2 separate regions of the Mus musculus genome follow, and region 1 is linked to region 2. Evidence: chromatin contacts called from public Micro-C data. All regions are on one chromosome and are shown on one strand. Each heading gives the region's core, a stretch centred on a gene start, on an enhancer-like site or on the middle of the called end of the contact. The rest is flanking DNA. Distances are from core to core; before and after follow the strand shown. Region 1 holds the start of 0610039H22Rik (RIKEN cDNA 0610039H22 gene). Region 2 holds the start of Mks1 (MKS transition zone complex subunit 1).

What was found. Hi-C and Micro-C count contacts between places; a contact is called where the count stands out from the background.
Region 1: a contact with region 2 is called in a Micro-C map of embryonic stem cells, with 6 times the contacts expected there. The contact joins the promoter of 0610039H22Rik here to the promoter of Mks1 in region 2. A contact is called at or near these places in 2 of 39 promoter capture datasets (hippocampal neurons and pre-B cells), 1 of 484 Hi-C or Micro-C datasets (embryonic stem cells) and 1 of 115 datasets of contacts at active chromatin or transcription factors (bone marrow-derived macrophages).

The regions. Positions count from the first base shown.
Region 1 is chr11:88,617,991-88,620,721 of GRCm38.p6, reverse strand. It overlaps 0610039H22Rik (RIKEN cDNA 0610039H22 gene), which reads right to left and starts at 1,471. Exons shown (of 3, transcript NR_131025.1): 1 at 952-1,471. All of the region lies in intron 5 of Msi2 (musashi RNA-binding protein 2), which reads left to right.
Region 2 is chr11:87,851,790-87,854,519 of GRCm38.p6, reverse strand. It overlaps Mks1 (MKS transition zone complex subunit 1), which reads right to left and starts at 1,305. Exons shown (of 18, transcript NM_001039684.3): 1 at 1,191-1,305; 2 at 674-783. The coding sequence starts at 1,270.

The DNA.
Region 1 (2,731 bases), core at 222-2,721, 770 kb before region 2:
CAGAACCTGGCCTAATTGCCTGTTGTTTCTTTTTTGCCATGGTGTGGGTGGCTTTTGAAATTCCCTGTAGTTTATGGAGGCGAGCCTGTGCCTTGCGGATGCCAGATGATGTAGCCGAATGGCTGTCGGCTGTTTATTTGCTAGTCTGTCGTTCTCAACACAGCATTCTTGAGTTCGGGAGGCCCTACACTGTTTGATGTCCCCTCCTCCTCCACCTCTAAATATAACCAGCCAGTCAATCAGTCTTGGCAGCCGTCGGGGCTAGGGCTGTCAGACGGAGTTTGCCTTGGATCCTCTGAACTATTGGCTTGTTTTCCCAGCTTGCAAGTGTATTCAAATAGTGAGATTGGAATTAGCCTTGCAAACATGCCGGCAGGTGGGGCCTCCAGGTTGAGAAGGAGGCAGCGTTTGTGGTGTCAAATGACATTTCTCTCTCCTCCACTCTCTGAAGTGGAGCAGGGGCTGAGTTGAGCGAGGGAGTGGTGGCTTTCACGCTTAGTGAGCAAGATGCGTGGGTGTGTTTTCCTGAATTGTGATTAAATTTTTTTTTCTTTTAAATTTTAAGTTGTTGCAAGAGAGAAAATGAGAAACCGGCAGGTGGTGGGGATTACTCGAAGGCTGTGTTGGATGGAGGAGGAGTACAGATGTAGTTTGGGGAGGGGTGTTTTCCCAGGGTATTTCAAGTGGACTCTGAGGCTCCCATCCTGGCCAGGGTTCTAGGTCTTCAGAAAGGACACAGCTTCCTGAACGGGAACAGCCCTTCCTGCTGCTGCCCTGAGGCTATTCCTGTAGGCTAGGAACAGTGTGGCTCCCAGTCCCCCCCCCCCCCCCCGAGGCTTGTTAAAGGGACCTGTGGGTAGCTGCCCGAAGATGCTAAATCCCAACCTGAAAGGCACCAGGGAGAAGCCTTGCACACACATTGCCATCCCTCTCACGCCCAGTTGCTTTTACCTGGAGCTTCATTGAAGGATGCAGTTGCGGTTGTCTGTGGCATGGCCTGGGCACATGGGTCCCTGCACTTCCGCCAACTGTGTGGTACCCTGTAGGCCTGGGCAGCTCTGTGATTGGTGCCAGCAGCAGATGCAATCATCCAATGATGGGCATCCACACTGGGTTCTGTAGGGTTCCGGGTCTTTAGCTGAGTTTAGAGAGGAAGAAGTTAAAGCAGCTCACCCAGGTCCTAGGGGCTCCTGCAGCCCAGAGTTGTCCTATACATGAATCTTCCAGAGGAGTTGCTTTGTGGTCCAGGACCCCTGGTTATCCATGACACCCTTGCATGGGATCTGTAAAGATAATTTTTTTTTCCATAAGAATTCTAAGATCGGTCTTTCATGGATATACAGTGGAATTTTCCAAAGGAAATCTCTACCAAGGATTTCCATCTTGGGCTGCCTCCTGGTCATTTGGTGACATAGTGCTGAATGCTGAGAAAACTTGTCCTAGGTAGGACCTGCTTCGATCCCCTGGTGGACTGTTGGTGTTGGTGCTGGTGTCTTGGGTTAATTTTTTGTGATCGTCGAGGGAGGACACCCCAGAACGTCAACGGGCATCAGTCACCAGCCTTGTTGTTAACTGTGCTTCCTCCTCTGTCACGGGGAGGAGTGTGGGTTCTGAGCAGCTGTGTGCTACAGAGCACTGTAACCCTGAGAGAGGTGGTGACCTCTCTGATCCCCTGCAACCCCTACAAATAGAGCAGGCAAGAAACTGCTGAACAGACAGACATGTGGGCCTCTGCCAGAGAGAGGGGCCCTCCCATTACTGAGTAATTTGTTTTGGGTTAGTCCCCCGAGAGATGGGGGGGGGGCAGGGGCGTGTAGCACCTTCTCAGTTGCTTCTGGCTTTGCAAAGGGACATGATGCAATGCTCACACAAGATGTCAATTAGCTCTGAACTGGGAAGGAAGGGATGAGAGGGCCCAGCCTGTGCCTGGGTAGGGTGCCATTCTGTGAGTTCCTTCATTTCATGTGCTCCTGCGAGCAGAATCTGATACCAAGGATAACAGATGAACAAAAGGGGGGGTACCTTCATTTGTGTCAGGCTGGGCAGGCTTCCTTTCTGGTCTCAATACTGTATCTACAGTGTCCCTAGAGAATGATGGGACTGTGATCTGGAGGGGTTCAGAGGAGAAAGGAGCCAGGGTAACCCTCACCCTCCCTTAACAAGAATAGAAGACAGTAAAGGGCCCCAGAAATAAATAATTGTTAACCAGACTGATTAATCAATAGACTAATTAAAAATCAAACACCTAAGAACACCACGGTCTGGGTTAATTATAAACCAACATTGAGGCGTTAAAACTTGTCCAGCCCATGGCTTTGAATTATTAACTGAATGAGTTAATTTCAAGCCGTCAGCTTAGGTAGCTGTGAGATCCAGGGTTAGAAGGAGGGGAGTTAGTGTGCCCTTTCCTTCGAGGGCCCGCTTTGGCGCCACGATCTTTATCAGTGTTGCTGTTTGCATTTTAAATCAAAATATCCTAAATGTTAGGCAGAGCCTCACACGCTTCAGTAAACTGTGCCGAAGGAGCAGAGCGAGCCAGCAAGAGTTGGCCTACGCTTTTCTTTCCTGTTGAAAGAACGACCGGTCTTAGTATCCCAGCATTCCAGTGGGAGAAAGGGCTCTGATGAATGCTTTCGGTTTGCAGTGATGACCACCCCCCCCCCCCCGCCCCCAATCCTGGCCCCAGCTCTGGCCCTGGCCCCGGCCCCTGTCTTGGTTGCTCTTTAGTGTG
Region 2 (2,730 bases), core at 56-2,555:
CTTCCTCAATCCTGGCTGAATTTGCTAGATAAGGACCCTGATGTTTTTCTGAAACCACCACCGAATCATCCAGAAACACAAGATGCATGATTTGTGATCTGCCAGGCTACCCTTTTTGCCTAAGAATATTTCTGAGTAGAAAGAACAATGACAAAAGCATGAAAAATTATTGGCCAAACACGACGGTCCTGTCCTTTCTTTTGGCTTTCAAGGCAAGAGGAAAAAATCATATTTTCGTGCAAACTCCTGTTTTAAAATTGTTTTTTAAGTGTATTTATACATACATTTGGAGTTTGGAACATATTTCTCTTAGAAGTCCTTTCCCCATCCCCCAAGTCACAACTCGGGTAAGATGGCTCAAGCCCCAGGATTCATCTGGTGAAGAGATAACTGAACTGGTTCGCAAAAGTTATCCCCTGAACTTCACTCTCGCACTGTGGCATGGGCGTGCACACACACACAAAAGTAAATTACAATGTAAAAAAATAAATAAATAATAAAAAATTAAAAAGATGATTGCCCAGGTTCATTCAAATGCTTCTATATTCCTCGGCTAGGTGACACTGGGCAATAAACTCAACCTCTCTGAGCCTTCCGTTCCTCCTCTGTACCTCTACTGCCCCGCACCCCTGCCTTAGTCTCAAATGAATGTAGCGTCATCACAAACACCCACTAGCAGCTTGCGGAGGCCTAAAAGTGGCCAAGTCTATGAGGTCCTTCCCCATCTGGGCAGCAGGCTGGTAATGAAGGAAGTTGCTTGATGTGATTCTTTGCAGATGAACTCTGTCAAGAGAAGAGAAGCCCCAAATACGCGTGTCAGAGACACACAGCAAGGAGATATACAGAGCATGAATCGGGGAAAGAAATCACAGAGGCAGAGAAGTCAAGGCTGCTGCAAAGAAGAGGTGGGTAGGGGCGTCTGCTGGATAAATCAGCACAGGGACCCGAGGGGTTTGAAAGTGGCGAGAACTTGAAGGGACTTGGGCAGGGTGAATCTGAAAGGTGTACTTGGAAGCTTTCAGTGGAAAAAGATCCTGATAACAAGACGCGCGCAGAGATGGCAGAGGAAGTAGTTGGGATTGTAAGCGGAAGTAGGGGCCTCTGAGCATCTAAAAGCTTAGGGTGGAATAAAGTTAGGGGGCCTCGGAGCATAAAGTTAGGGGGCCCTGAAACTGGGGTCGAGTGACTACCGGAGGCGCAGGTTGCGCACGGGGTCCCGGGAGCGATACACGGCCTCGCCGGTGTCAGTGCTCCAGACCGCTTCCGCCATGACAGCTGCTTCGCGCTGCGACCGCGCCGGAAAGCGTGGTGCCTCGTTCCCCTGGCAACGGAGACGCTGGCTTCTTAGGCAAGGGAGGCGCTGCGCGCGCAGCTCTCCACGTCTGCGGGAGCCAGTCCCTAGCCTGGCAGCGGGACCCTCAGCTGTCCTGTGTGAGTAAAGCTCACCTCCACCCAAGGTGAAAGTTGGTGCACTGCACAAAAGAGAAAACCGCCATCAGCTACTTTGTTTAGGTGCAAAAATGGTGATGGTGGCCAGAACCAGGTGACCTGAGTCCTTACTTTCTGATCAAACACTGCCTTCCACTGAACATTTGAAAACTTCGGCCTAGGGGGCGTGGAGAAATGGCTTAGTGGTTAAGAGGTTAGTGACTGGACTTTCAGAGGAACTAGCAGGCCCAGATGGCCACTCACACCTGTCTCTACTCCAGTTCCAAAGGGTCAGACACCTTGCCGCCTTACAGTACACATGTGTTGCACAAACATGTTCACCATTATGCATAAAATAAATTTAAAAAAATTTAAGGAGAGAAAACTCAGGCCTAAACAGTTGGTGGATATGACTAAAAGGACATGCAAACAAAAATTAAAAAACAGCCGGGCAGTGGTAGCGCACGCCTTTAATCCCAGCACTTGAGAGGCAGAGGCAGGCAGATTGCTGAGTTCGAGGCCAGCCTGGTCTACAGAGTGAGTTCCAGGACAGCCAGGGCTATACAGAGAAACCCTGTCTCAGGAAAAAGAAAAGAAAAGACAGGAAAAGAAAAGAGAAAGAAGAAGGAGGAGGAGGAGGAGGAGGAGGAGGAGGAGGAGGAGGAGGAGGAGGAGGAGGAGGAGGAGGAGGAGGAGAAGAAGAAGAAGAAGAAGAAGAAGAAGAAGAAGAAGAAGAAGAAGAAGAAGAAGAAGAAGAAGAAGAAGAAGAAGAAGAAGAGAAAGAAAGAAAAAGAAAAAAAGAAAGAAAACATTCCTGGAAGAAAAAAAACCTGTGGGGCAGGTATATTAGTAGTTTTGTTGGTATGCACTGAGCCAGAGAAATAAAAAACAAGGAAGCCAGCAGAAAGGAAGGAAAGGGTGTTTTCCCTGGGGCATGTTGGTTCTGGATTATTAACCAGTTAAGACTCCGAGCCAGCCCCTGAAAAACCACCAGAGTGACATTCAGAAGTCATGGTTCACTGGCACATCCAAGGAAAGATGGTATAAGTTTAATTCCGGCAGTTTGGCAATATCAATATTGACAATTAGTATTTGACGGTTGCTACTTATTCATCCGAATAAGCAATTGTTGCCTGGCCTGGGACATTTCATGGCCATCCGATTATAGAGCAGAGAAATCATGAGCACCTAACTATTCATTGTGTGCACTAAGAACTCACCACAAATAGCACCTACTCATTTTTCATTTGTATTGCCTGTAACCCTCCCAAAAACCTCTCCAAGAGGTACTTTATTCCTATT